Linked DNA regions of Capra hircus: region 2 is linked to region 1. The links are chromatin contacts, called in public Hi-C maps. All regions are on one chromosome and are shown on one strand. Each heading gives the region's core, a stretch centred on a gene start, on an enhancer-like site or on the middle of the called end of the contact. The rest is flanking DNA. Distances are from core to core; before and after follow the strand shown. Region 1 overlaps TSPAN14 (tetraspanin-14). Region 2 overlaps LOC102178601 (a long non-coding RNA gene).

Region 1 (7,139 bases), core at 2,553-5,052:
CTGCTATTAGTCCCACCTTCAAAATACGTAAAGAACCCTCTCTGCTCCCACCTGTCCATGCCATCACCCCTGCAGGGACCTTGCAACTGTCTCCCCACAGGTCCCGAGCAACTAGAACAACACTTTAATAATATATATCAGATCACCCTCCTCCTCAAAATGCTCCAATGACTTCCTTTTACACTTAGAATAAAATTCAAACTCCTTGCTGTGGCTCACAAGGGCCTGGGTAGCCAGGCTGTAGCCTGCATATCCAACATTATCTCCAACCCAGCTCCCTGGCCCCAGTCCCATCCCAGATCACGGCCATCTCTGCTGAAACCCAGACATCCCTCCCCACCACTGTGACTGTTTCTTGAACTCACCTGCCTCACCCCTGCCTTAGAACTTTGACTCGATCCCTTAGCCTAGAATGTTCCTCCTCCACATCCCTTCCTGGCTTCCTCCCTCACTCCATTCAGGTCTCTCCAAATTTCACCTCCTCAAACACACCTCCCTTTGCCATCCTGCACAGACTGTCTCCCACGCGTCAGTCCTGACCTCCTTCCCTGCTGGAGCTTCTTCATGGTACTCACCCTAGACCACGTGACCTGTCTACTGCGTCTCCTCCCCTACTTACGCCCTCTGAGGGCAGAGAGGTTTTCTATTTTGTTTAGGGTTGCCTCACCACTTTGCAGGACAGCCCACCCAACACCAGGTACCACACGGGATGGTGAGGGAGGTCTGGCTCCTGCAGCCCTCTCGCTGAACACAGTCAGCTTGAGACACCAGCTCCGTGCCACCACAGCCCCGTTCTCCTTCTCCCGAAACAATGGGGCTCCAAGAATAAGAGCTCATGGTTTTTTTCCATTCTCTTTCAAAGGAAGAACTAAAGTTAACTTGCAGCAGAAAGACAGGAACTGAGGTGGGGGGTTGGAGGGGTGTCACATGCCAGATCATGCGTTCAGTGGACACTGGCCCCAGGCAGGAACTTTAAGGACCAACAGTTGTTTTAGAGACAAGAAGACTGAAGGAGGGCCAGACAGGGGAAGTGACCTGTCTGGGAGCTCACACAGCAAACTCTTGAATGAGCCAGGACTCTGGCCAGCTTGGCATGGCTCCCTGTGGAGCCCCTTCCCTGGCCACGCCCCCCTCCCCGCCACCTCCGCCCCGGGACAGATGGTCTGTGTAGTTGGGATGCCCTCTTGGCTGCCAACCATCTGGGAATGCCTCCAGCCTCGGAGTAACCTGCTTTGTTGCTCATCTATGACCTGATTAAATTCCTTCTCAAAGAACGGAGTCCAGCTCCCGCCAAGCCCAAAGAGGCCAGCCTTGGACCATCAGGTTCGCACACCGTGGTGGTCACCAGGGCAAGCAGCACCACCCTCTCCTGGGTAACTGGTGCTACGTTAAACACAATACACTTTGAGAGGACCTCCATCCCCCGTAACACTGGTACTGTTACCCCTGTTTTTCAAATGGGAAAGTTCAGATGTAGGATGATTTGGTTATTGCCTAAACTCACACAGCGAGCTGGTGCAGAAGTCAAGAAACAAACCTGCCTGTCTCTGACTGTCTTGACATCACGTTATCTCACTGCACAGGGCAGCCGCGAATAGTGGGCACCAGCATACGCCCTCCACCGCAAGGGGCAGTCACAAGTGCCCAGTGGCGTGGGAGGCTACAGATGGGGCTTTGAGGCTGTGCCACAGTAAAGCCAATGGAGGACCATTCTGTGTCCAGTCAGGACCCCTGTGGGGGTCACTGTGAAGATTCAGGAGTGACCTGAGGCAAAGGCCCCCTGTGTAAGAAGGTGAGAGGTTTCCTCCAGGGCATTCTGGGCTGGTCCAGCCCTGCTTTGTTCTGGAAGCCCACATGGAGTCAACTTGCAAGGTGGGCAAGCCTTTACCCAGCAGGTTCCGGACAGGATGGACGTGTAGACACCTGGCTAGGTTCTACGGGACAGGAGGAGGATTCCAACACCAAGCAGGTTAAAAGCAGCCCCTCAACACCGACAGTTTAGTGGCCCTGGTCTCTTGCAAGATTTCATTTCAGTGTGAAAGTGCTCAGGCAATTACTGCAGGCCCCAGTGCCTTTCCTCCACAAGATCAAGGCAAACCACCAGCAGTGGTGTTGTTTTCAGGCTGTTGGCCTGCCAGCCCCGGACTCTTGTAGATTCCTTTAGCTGAGGCAGGCTCCCCTGGGCCACCTGAGGGCGCCTCCGAAAAGGATCAGGAGGAAGCACTGAAACCCAAAGGAGTCCTGGGCAGCGCTGAACAAACAGCATGGGTCAGTGGGTCCTGATTTCAGCTCCACCCCACAAGTTCCGTGTGAGAGGACTTGTGTGAGTCCAGAAATTTCTCTGAGCCCGTTTTCCTTTGCAATGTGAAGGTGACCCCTCCTGGGTCAAAGGAGGGTCGTAGGATTCATCCCGAATGATATGCTTACCCTGGGGCACTGAGCAAGCCCTGTCTGGAGGCAGAGCAGAGTCCTGGGGGGCCTTCAAGACCTTATCAGCATTTGCTGGATTGAAGACACTGTGCCTCACCCTCCAATGACACAGTTTGTCCTGACACAAGGTCAGAAGCATCTGCTTCACTGGGCTTCTGGAGACAAGAGTAGAGTTTAAGGAAATAGGGGCCTCCTGGAGGCACTTTTCAAGTGAAATGGGGAAAGGATGATGGAAAGAAAACAGGGCAGGGAGTAGAAAAAGCTATAATAAAACTGTTCAGCTCTGTTCCTAACTCACCTTGTGGCTTTAAGAAAACCATAGCTCTCTTCGACTTCAGTGGAGGCCAGTGATCTCCAAAGACCTCTGTTTCTCCTGCTGCCTAAGCTCCGCCCCCATAAATCATGCCAGGTGAACCCAATGGTCCTGGCACTCACTCTCCAGAACCAGAAATCCTGGCCTGGCAAGTCCAGGGAACACCAGAGATGCCTGTGGTCACGTGAAAGGATGCCAGAGATGGCACAGATCCTAGACCCAACCTGGTCCTGACAGCCAGTGCGCTGAGGTCAAGATGAGGAGGCCTTGCCCTTCCAGACTGCATCCACTCTGGAGCATGAAGAGAGCATAAACGGACTGCTTCTTTCAAAAAAAAAAAAAAAAAGCTTAAAGCCAGCCACTTCTGGGTGGGAGTTTGGAAGTTCTGGGGGCCGGAAGGGATGCTGGAGCCCAGCTTCCTCATCTCAGAGGGAAACGGGACGGGGCGGGTCAGTGCCTTGCCCTGGGTCACACTATCACACACCAGCCTTTCCTCCTGCAGGAAGGGCGGTTCTGAAAAACCAGAAGAATGTGTGCCCTTCCCACAGAGCCGGTGAACCCCTGCGAGGGGCCCCGCCAGGATGGGGAAGGACACCCCACAGGGGTCTGGGGCAGCTTCCACAGACACTCTGTGCTCCCAGATAACAGGGGGACCATGAACACAACGCCCGGCCCAGAGATCTGACTCTGGTCAGCCTCTGAAAGAAAGGAAGGCAGAGGATGGTTACAGGCAGCGGCCCCAGGCGATAGCGAGAAGGAACCCCCAACCCGCCTCACCCCCGCCCCAGTCCCTGCCATTGCTGGCACAGATGGATGATTAACAAGATACTAAGCTGAGGGTCGGCAGTTCCATAAGCCAAATGGTAAGTATTTTCAGCTTTGCCGGGTGGAAGGTCGCTGTTTCAGTTACTCAATTCTGTTGTTTTAGCAGGAAAATGGGCAGGGCTTGTTCCAAAAAAAGTTTTATGTGCTAAAACGGGCAGAGAGCCAGGTTTGGCGTGCAAGCCATCGTCAGCCACGTCCTGCACTCAACTATCATGCCGAAACCATCTGAACCTAGCCAGGGTTTCCTTCAGTTCAGCCACGTGAACCCCGGGACATCCTGTAATTCAGGTCTCCAACCCTGGTATGTTTCCATATTACTTCAACAGGTCTTACTAGCATAAAACTACAAGTAATTCAAATAATATGTTTCCACAATGGAATATCCCACAACAACGAGAATCAACAATCTATAGTTATGTACCACAGCAAGAATGAATCTCAGACAAAAGATGCCAATTCAAAAGACTTGATATGGATTGAAAGTTATGTCGCTCCAAAATTCACATCTTGAAGCCGCAGCCCCAGTGTGATGGTATTTGGAGACGGGGAGGTTAAGTGCGGTTACATGAGGTCATGAGGGTGGAGCCTCCATGATTAGAGGAAGAGAGACCAGAGCTTGTGTTTTTTTTCTCTCTCTCTCTCTGCCATGTGAGAACACAGCAGAAAGGCAGCCACGTGAAAGCCAGGAAGACAGCCCACACCGGAACCTGACCATGCTGGCACCCTGATTTCAAACTTCCAGCCTCCAGAAATGGGAGAAAATACATTCCGATTGTTTAGGCAACAAAAGCAATGGCATGTGGAATGGCAGCCCAAGCTGACCAAGACAGGAAGAATATTGGGGCAGAAAAGCTGTGTCTAGCATCCAAACAAAAGTTACCAGATAAGCATGACCTATAAAAAGGTAAAAAAAAAATCAGTAGCTGGAAAAAAGACAGGAATGAGAAAGAAGATGGAATCAGCAAAGACTTTAAAACAGATACTTAAATATACTCAGAGATTTACAGGAAAATAAGCAAAGAGAGAAACAGAAATATAAAAAAGATTCAAATGGAACTATTAGAAACAGAAAAACCAACATTAGAAGTGAAAAATTCACTAAATGGGCTTAGCTGCCAGTTAGACACTACAGAAGATGAGTGAACTCAAAGAGAAAGCAATAGGAACCATCTAAATTAAATGATGGAGTGGGTAAAAACAAAACAAAACAAAACAAAACTGAGCGGCATCTCAATGACCTGTGGGACAACAAGGAATTCAAGGCGGGGATGGGGTATATATTTAAAGAAATAATAACTGAAGCCATCCCAAGTTTGATGAAAAATATAAACCCACAAATCCAAAATGCACAATGGACTTCAAACAGAACACAAGAAAACACACCGACACACATCATGATAAAATTGCTGGAACCCAGTAACAAAAGAGAAACTCCGCAGGAAGCCAGGGAGGGAAAGAAAAGATACTTGTATAAACAATATACAAGATATTTAACCAAATGAAATGAAAACATCCCAAGACGTGTGGGATACAAACAAGCGTGCAGCATCATCAAACACAGCATACCCTGGACACATCTGGGTTCGCCTCCAGACCACCAATACAAGACAAGTCACACTAAGCTCTCTGGTTTCCCAGTGCATGTAAAGACTATCTTTATACTATACTGCAGTCTAATAAGTATGCAATAGCATTATGACTAAGGAAAAAATGTACATATCTTAATTCGAAAATACTTTACTGCTAAAACATGCTAACCATCATCTGAGCCTTCAGCAACTCATAATCTTTTTTACAATAGTAATTATTCACACATCCCCATAACAAATACAACAATGAAAAAGTCTGAAATATTCCAAAGATTACCAAAATGTGAGAGACATGAACTGAGCCGTTGCTACTGGGGGAAATGGTGCTGATAGACTTGCTCGGCTCAGGGTTGCCAGAAGACCTTCAATTTGTTAAAACTGCTGTGTCTGGGAAACACAATAAAATGAGGTACTTACGCTATAGGAAAAAAGAAAGATCTAAAATCAATGACCTAATCTTCCACCTCAAGAAGACAGAAAAAGAACAGCATGATCCCAAAACACATAGAAGAGAGAAAATAATAAAAAGCAGAAATCCACACAACAGGCTGGAGATGGATGGTGGTGATGGATGAAGAGCAACATGAATACACTTAATGCCACTGAACTGGGCACTTAAAAACGGTTACAATTCTAAGTTTTGTTACATAGGTTTTACCACCATTTTTAAATATAAAAACATTTTTAAACTTTTTAAAGAAATTCATGAAATTAAAAACAGAAAAGAAAAAAAGAAACCCAGAGAAACATCCTCTAAATTAAAGGAAGCCAGATCTGAGAGTGAAATTTAATTTATAATGACAGAAGGCAGATCAATGGTTGCTGGAGGAGGGGGTGGGGAGAGAAAGACTACAGAAAAGCACAAGTTTCAGGACAGATGGAAATCTTTGATATCTTTATTGTGGTGATGGTGATTATACAGAGTGTATAGCTGCCAACTCAGTGAACTGAACATCCGAAATGGGTATATGTATTCTATTTAATGTACACCTCCATAGACGGGATTTTTTAAAAACACATTTCTGGGAGGGGAAAGGTATAAACAAGGTGGGAGTAAGCTACTCCCCCACAGATGACAGATCACCCCGTCAGACTGAGCCATGCTGACTATTTGCCAGAAGCAGAGTTACACACACCATCAGTTACTCAGCCTTGACACCACCCTGTGAGTGTGTAATAATCACATGTCCCAGGCAATAATCACAGTACACATACTGCCCATCCTTGCAAATTCCTCCTGGGGGTCCCAGCCTCAGATGCGCCTGAACCAGTGAGATCAGGAGCTGAGGGCCTGCAACGATCAGCCACTCCCAGTTCAAGTGGAGTCTATAATTAAGCAATCCTTGCCCTCTGTCTTGGCAAGCCAAAATATGGAAAAATACACACACAAACACATACCCGTGTGCGCCAAACAATAAGGGGATCTATTTCCTATGAACTGGGGCAGCCTTTCTGGTGAATATGATTATATAAATGTGTCAGGCCAGTCAAAACAATGGACACACCTTCTGACCCATTTAATCTCACTCCTGGGAACCTATCCCAGCAAATAATTTCTCGTCCTTTCCCCAAAGGCAAGAATCTGTGTTACAAAAGATAATCACAGCGTCCTTATCCAGGATAGTAAAAAAAAACCTCAAAGTCCAATATGGAATTTTCAAAGACATGGTCAGGAAGTCTACTTGGCAACCTGGAATGCTCTATCCTAAGACTGCAAAATGAGGAGGATACTTTTACCAAGTGAAACTGTGAGTGAGCGCAGACAGGAGAAGGGAGCCTGTAGGAGGGAACACAGTAAAGCTGGGGGGCCTTGTGTAGTTCTCTAGAATTTCCAAGCAAATACAAAAGTTCAGTATATAAAACTGGAAGGGGAAAAGGTACTACTTCTCAGCAGTGAAAGCGAAATACTCTACATCTGTTGTTCCAGCAAAATTCTTAATAACCTCTCTTTCATTCTTTAAAGTTTCCTGACTTGGACCACA
Region 2 (7,139 bases), core at 2,064-4,563, 43 kb after region 1:
CAAGAATACACGGAAGAACTGTACAAAAAGATCTTCACGACCCAGATAGTCATGCTGATGTGATCACTAATCCAGAACCAGACATCTTGAAATGTGAAGTCAAGTGGGCCTTAGAAAGCATCACTATGAACAAAGCTAGTGGAGGTGATGGAATTCCAATTGAGCTGTTTCAAATCCTGAAAGATGGTGCTGTGAAAGTGCTGCACTCAATATGCCAGCAAATTTGGAAAACTCAGCAGTGGCCACAGGACTGGAAAAGGTCAGTTTTCATTCCAATCCCAAAGAAAGGAAATGCTAAAGAATGCTCAAACTGCCGCACAATTGCACTCATCTCACATGCTAGTAAAGTAATGCTCAAAATTCTCCAAGCCAGGCTTCAACAATACGTGAACCGTGAACTCCCTGACGTTCAAGCTGGCTTTAGAAAAGGCAGAGGAACCAGAGATCAAATTACCAACGTCCGCTGGATCATGAAAAAAGCAAGAGTTCCAGAAAAACATCTATTTCTGCTTTATTGACTATGCCAAAGCCTTTGACTGTGTGGATCACAATAAACTGTGGAAAATTCTGAAAGAGATGGGAATATCAGACCACCCAACCTGCCTCTTGAGAAATCTGTATGCAGGTCAGGAAGCAACAGTTAGAACTGCACATGGAACAACAGACTGTTTCCAAATAGGAAAAGGAGTATGTCAAGGCTGTATATTGTCACCCTGGTTATTTAACTTCTATGCAGAGTACATCATGATAAACGCTGGGCTAGAAGAAACACAAGCTGGAATCAAGATTGCCAGGAGAAATATCAATCACCTCAGATATGCAGATGACACCACCCTTATGGCAGAAAGTGAAGAGGAACTAAAAAGCCTCTTGATGAAAGTGAAAGAGGAGAGTGAAAAAGTTGGCCTAAAGGTCAACATTCAGAAAACGAAGATCATGGCATCCAGTCCCATCACTTCATGGGAAATAGATGGGGAAACAGTGTCAGACTTTATTTTTTGGGGCTCCAGAATCACTGCAAATGGTGACTGCAGCCATGAAATTAAAAGACGCTTACTCCTTGGAAGGAAAGTTATGACCAACCTAGATAGCATATTCAAAAGCAGAGACATTACTTTGCAGGCTAGGGTCCATCTCATCAAGGCTGTGGTTTTTCCAGTGGTCATGTATGGATGAGAGAGTTGGACTGTGAAGAAGGCTGAGTGTTGAAGAATTGATGCTTTTGAACTGTGGTGTTGGAGAAGACTCTTGAGAGTCCCTTGGACTGCAAGGAGATCCAACCAGTCCATTCTGAAGGAGATCAGCCCTGGGATTTCTTTGGAAGGAATGATGCTAAAGCTGAAACTCCAGTACTTTGGCCACCTCATGAGAAGAGTTGACTCACTGGAAAAAAACTCTGATGCTGGGAGGGATTGGGGGCAGGAGGAGAAGGGGATGACCGAGGATGAGATGGCTGGATGGCATCACAGACTCAATGGACGTGAGTCTGAGTGAATTCCGGGAGATGGTGATGAACAAGGAGGCCTGGCGTGCTGCAATTCATGGGGTCACAAAGAGTCGGACACGACTGAGTGACTGAACTGAACTGAACTAAACTGAAGAATAAATTGGGTGGGTGACAGGCAAAAATGAAAGCAAGGAGACAATTAGACTCTAATGGCAGACCTGGCCCAAACTAATGGTGGTTTGGACCAAGTTGATGGCCGCACTAAGATCAGTAGTTCAAAGATGCTGTTTTGGACATGGACATCAATAAGATGGATGGGGAGGCCATGGAGAAACCAAAGATTACTTTCACGTTTCTGGCTGGAGTAAGTGGGTGAACAGTGCTCATGTATTGGATAGGGTAGCCTGGAGGAAAGAGACTACAGCTCAGACAGGCACATCAAGAATTCTGCGTTTATGTTGAGTTCGAGATGCCCATCAGAGATCCAGTTCAATTGTCCAGTCACTACACACCCAGAAGAGATGCATGGGCTGGAGGTGGGGCTTTGAGAGACATCATTCTAAAGACGGTAACCGCCTTGGGATCTGAGGGAGTCACCCAGGCCAAAGAGATGGATGTAGAAGACGTGGGGGTTCAAGAGAGACCCAGAGGAGTCGGAAGAGCCAGAGCAAGAAAGAAGACTGAAAAAGGCTTCTTTTTCAAAAGGCTGGGGAAGCCAAAGGAGAACCAGAGAGTGCTATATCCCAGAGACTGACAAAGCAGTGTTTCCAGAAAAGAGTGGTCAGCTCTGTTAGATGCTGCTCACAGACCAGGTAAGATGAAGAAAGGGAAGGAACCTTTGATTCTGGCAACATGGAAGTCATTGGTGCACATGATAAGGGCAGTGTTCCTGGAGTAGTGGGGTGGCTGCCACACCATGGTAGAGCAGTTGTGTTTGGACAGCTTATCCAACAGGTAACACAGAACTGGGAGAGGTCTAGAAGGGATGTGGAAGCATAGGAGGCTTTGGCAGAGAATGCTGGATGACCCTAGCAGCCATTCTCCCCTATTCCCTTTATTATAGACTTTCCAATTCTAGCTGGCCACATAGCTTCCTTGAATAAAAGCAAGTTTCTAGGACTCGCTCAGGGCTCCGCATGATCACAGGCATGATCACATGACTCAGTTCTAGCCAACAGGAAGTAAATGGAGGTGAAGCTTGTGCAACACGGGGTAAGTAGCTGTAAAGGGAGGTTGTGTGCTGGCCTCAGCCTTTGTGTTCTCCTGCCCAATGGAATATGTAAAGATGTAGCTGCAGCTCAAGCAGGCTTATTCAACGCTGAAGTGGAAGCCGTGTTGAGGATGTTAGGGCAACAGGTTTTTGGGTTCCTGATGTTTAGGGATTTGCTGTAGCTACTCTGGCTACCTACTTCATCCTTTATTTTCCAGTGCTTATAGCCATATCTAATTTTAATTTTTCTTAGGATACTTGGGTTTTATTCAAATGTGGAAGGGAGTAGAACAAGCTTGCAGAGTGATAGGAATGACTCAGGAGAGATGGCAGGCGTGATGATTCGGAAGAAGAAGTGGAAGGAGATGGGATGTGGGCAGGAATGGTGTTGTCCCCTCTGGTAGAGGAATGCCCCCACCATTATCAAGGGGGATGTGGGGACAGAGAAGATATTTCCAGTGAAGGTTGGGATTGGAAAGATGGTCATCCACACCTGATGATTTCTGCTTAACCTTGGATGGTGAAGAAGGTCGTGAGCCTAGAACAAGGAGGAGAGAGTAAAGCCAACTTTGTGAATCATGGGCCGGATGATGTTAGTGGTCCTGCCGGCCTGAGCAGCCTCAAAGAGACAGCTGCTTCCTGGCACAGTTGGCCACACTGCTGCAGGGCATGAAGGGGGTGAGGGAAGTGCCCACAAAGCCAGCAAGGCCGCCACCCCATCCCCACCAGGCCTCACTGACAGTTACTGTGACACTCACCTGCCATTCCCAGCTGCCCTTTGAGACCCACCAAGCTTTACCTGACCCATTTTTACAATAATTTGTTGTGGCTTTCAGAGAGCATCAGGGACACTCAAAACAGGGCAGGCCCATTTTCTTTTCCTTTTTTAAAAACTAAAAGGAATCACAGTGGTTATCATTTTGAAATGTACAGAAATATCAAATCACTATGTTGTGCACGAAGAACTGACAGTGTTGTAGGTCAATTATATACTTCAAAAGCAAACTCACAGGAGAAAGAGATCAAATTTGTGGTTACCAGAGGTGGGGCCTGGGGAGGAGGGGGAATTGGATGAAGACTGTCAAAAGGGACAAACTTCTAGTTGTGAAATAAAGTACTAGGAATGTAATTAACACCTCTGTATGTTACATATGAAAGTCATTCAGAGAGTAAATCCTGAGTTCTCATCACAAGGAAAAAAATTTTATTTTGTATCTCTTAATGTATGAGTTAATGGTTGTTCACTAAACTTATTGTGGTAATCACTTTATAATATTTGTAGATCAAATCATTTTACCATATACTCTGAACTTATACAGTGCCATATGTCAGTTACATCTCAATAGAACTGAAAGAAGGAAAAAAAAAGTACCACGTAACCTAAAGCGGAAGAATGGAGATATGGACAGTCCCAACTCATAAAAGGGCTGTATTTTAATGGTGATTTAGTTTCCGGGCTAGCCCCTAGAACTGTAATTGCCAAGAATATAACTGAATTATTGCACCTACTGCAAGCCTGAGGTATAGATTATGGAAACAGAAAATAGTACAAGGAAGGGTAAAAGAAAGAAGCTAAGAGGACTTTCTTCTCCTGGACCTGGAGTGGCTATAAAATTTAAATGGAGGAACTTGGCTTTACCGTCCTCTGACTTCCTCCTTTAACCCTCCCATCACCACCCCCGCCCCGTCCCAGGCTGGTCCTTGTCCCATTGCTGCTTTTGCTCACCCTGGGCTCCACTCTGGCACTTCTGTGTGTGTATGTGTGTGTGTGTACAGGACAAGAGGTGGGGAATAAAGGGGAACACCTTGAATATAAGAGGGACTTGGTGTCCAAGTGTTCCTAATTCTCAGCCTCTTGATCTTGAGCAAAATATTTTACGTCTCTGAGCCTTACTTTTTTATTTGTGAAGTCAAGATAGTAGAACCCACCTCACAAGCTTATAGTAAGAATCAGATGAAATAACGTTTGTAAAACATCCTATAAGCTAGAAGAAACTCTGTTTTCTTGGAAAGATGCCTTATTGGGCCAGATGACCAAGGGTCCTCACTTTAGTCAGGATGTTTTGGTTGGAAGTGACAAAACCCTACCCAAACTAGCTTAAGCCAAAGGAGGAAAAATTATTAGAAGGATACTCAAGTCGTTCACAGAATCAAAAGAAGAACTTGAAACTAGATCGATTGTGGATACTAGGGGCTGATCCTGCAGGCTACACAGACCAGGAGCCCTTTTCTCTCTGTCTCTCCTAGTACTCAGAGCTTGCTCCATGTTGGAGATGTGACTCCAAGTAACTCTACATTCTAGGAATCCCAAGGAAGGTCTCTAATTGGCCAGACTCTGGTCATGTGCCCACTCTTGAACCAATCACTGTGGCAAGGGAGAGAGGTTTCCCTAGTTCCACCAGGTATAGGTCAACATGTCCATCCCTGTGGTCAGTAGAGCAACACCTTTGCCAAAGAAGAGGTGGTGGGTGCAGGACCAACCTAATTCCTGGCAGAGTTTTACGGTATATATATGCCTAGTATTTCTTAGGCCCTAAGCAGTCACTGAAAGGTTTTAGGCAAAATAGTAACATTATTACACTTGTGCTTTTAGAAGATCCCTAAGGCTGCAGTAGGATTGGAGGGAGCAAAATTTTAAAATAGTTAAGGAACCTGTACAGTGGTTCAGAAGATTGATGAGGAAATGGTAAGAGGTGAACAGATTCAAAATATATATAGGAGGTAGAACTGAGGGGGGACTAATAGGATGGTGACTAATAGGAAATCTGGCTGCATGGACAGTGATGCCGTTTACAGAGACCAGGAATCCAAGTGACTCTGTGTGTATTTGGTGAGGAGGTCACAACTCTTTCATTTGCGAGATCTCTGGATAGAGAAGAGGTCCAAATTGCTGTTTGAAGTTCAGGAGAAACATCTAAGCAACATTATATATTTGAGAGCTGTATTAATCAGAACTTGTGTTCAGTTCCTGTAACATCTACCCAGCCACACTGCTTTAACTAAATGGTGTTTGTTGCTCTTTGCTGCTCTATTTATTGAAAACTCTGACATGACGCCAAGTTTGAAGGTAAGCAGAGCAGGACTGGTCCTTCAGGGCCCGGGTCTGCCCTGTCGGTCTGCTCTGGCTCTCCTTACTGGGAAGCTTGCCCCCTCAGTCAGCTGTGGTCACACAATGGCTGCTGCAACTCCAGCTTCCCACCTGCATTCCACATATGCTGGAGAAAGAGCAGAAAGGATGAAGGAGCAGCACCTGTGTTAAGGAAAGCAACCCTTTCCCAGAAATCCCCGCTGCCTGCTGCTTATCCCTCATTGGCCAAGTCTGGTCACATGGCAGTGCTTAGCTCCATGAGAGGCTGGGAAATGTAATTTAAAAAATAAGTCCCGAGCCTATTTGACAGAAAGAAAAGGGGAATGATTCTTGAGAGAGCTGCACAGAGATGGTGATTAATAACTATGAAAGTAGAGGAAATTATCTTAGGACTGGGAGTTGAGAAAGGAGAGTAACCAAGGCCGAATAGCGATTAATGTGGGGTCAACCAGAAAGAGAAAAAGAAGAGGGATTAATTAACCTGAGAAAGAGCAGTCAGCAAGGCAGGTGCAAAGACAGAAAGGTAGTATGTATACAAGTCAAGGGAAATGAGGGTTTCAGGAAGGAAGGAGCAGCCCCCAGTTTCCAGTGATGTAAGGAGGACTGCAAGACAAAGCTGAGGAGTGACCCCGGCGGTCGGCAGCTCCAGAGAGCTGGGTGAGTGAAATAACTGAGTCAAAAGTGGGCTGGAGACTAAATGAGGTTCAGAGTGAGATCGTTAGCTGGAAGAGGATGGGGGTAAGAGACTGAGGAAGAGGTTTGTTTGGATTTTTTAAGAAGAGAGAGACTTGAAGATGTTTAAATGATGCAGGAAAGACAGTAGAAGAGGAGAGATTGAAGAGTCTGAAGGAAAAGAGATGATGCTTGCTGGAGAACGTGGGAGGGACTGGAATTCAGGACAAGTGGGCAACCAAAAACTGGAGGACAGATGGGGCTCCATGGAGACAAGAGGATGGGGGAAGAGCTGAGTTGGATGCAGATGTTTGTGGGTTTAGTGGGGGTCCCTGAGTGAAAGCAGCCTTTTTTTTTTTTTTTCTTCTGAAAATAGGAGAAATAGGTCACCTGTTAAAAGAAAGTGGCTGTTTGGTGGGATCCAGGGATTTTTAGAGAAACTTAGTAGAAAATGAGAGAAGCTTCTGAGGAAGGCAGGCAGGAAGGTTTGAGGATAGTGAACCAGAGTCAGAGTCACAGCTCAAATGAGACAGCCTTCATCAGTCCTCAGCAACTGGGATATGTCCCGGTGTAGAGAGCGCAGACAGGAGAAGTGATCAAAGTGTGGAGGGGGTTGCTGGAAAGGCATAATAGAAAACAATGGTACAGAGGGTTGGAGACAATTGAGGAGAAACCACTGAAGTGTTGTGTCATGAGTTGTGGGTGTTGGGGGAGAGAAGTGA

The links. Hi-C and Micro-C count contacts between places; a contact is called where the count stands out from the background.
Region 2: a Hi-C map of blood shows a contact between it and region 1, with 2.4 times the contacts expected there. The contact joins two enhancer-like sites. A contact is called at or near these places in 3 of 5 Hi-C or Micro-C datasets (all in blood).

What each region holds. Positions count from the first base shown.
Region 1 is chr28:9,954,954-9,962,092 of ARS1.2, forward strand. The region is part of intron 2 of TSPAN14 (tetraspanin-14); the gene reads right to left. Among named protein-coding and RNA genes, the nearest start is that of TSPAN14, 36 kb to the right of the region's middle. Within about 2 kb of position 3,803, at least 3 of the 5 cell types and tissues checked have an H3K27ac peak or open chromatin away from gene starts, as enhancers often do.
Region 2 is chr28:9,998,123-10,005,261 of ARS1.2, forward strand. All of the region lies in intron 1 of LOC102178601 (a long non-coding RNA gene), which reads left to right. Among named protein-coding and RNA genes, the nearest start is that of TSPAN14, 7.6 kb to the left of the region's middle. Within about 2 kb of position 3,314, at least 1 of the 5 cell types and tissues checked has an H3K27ac peak or open chromatin away from gene starts, as enhancers often do.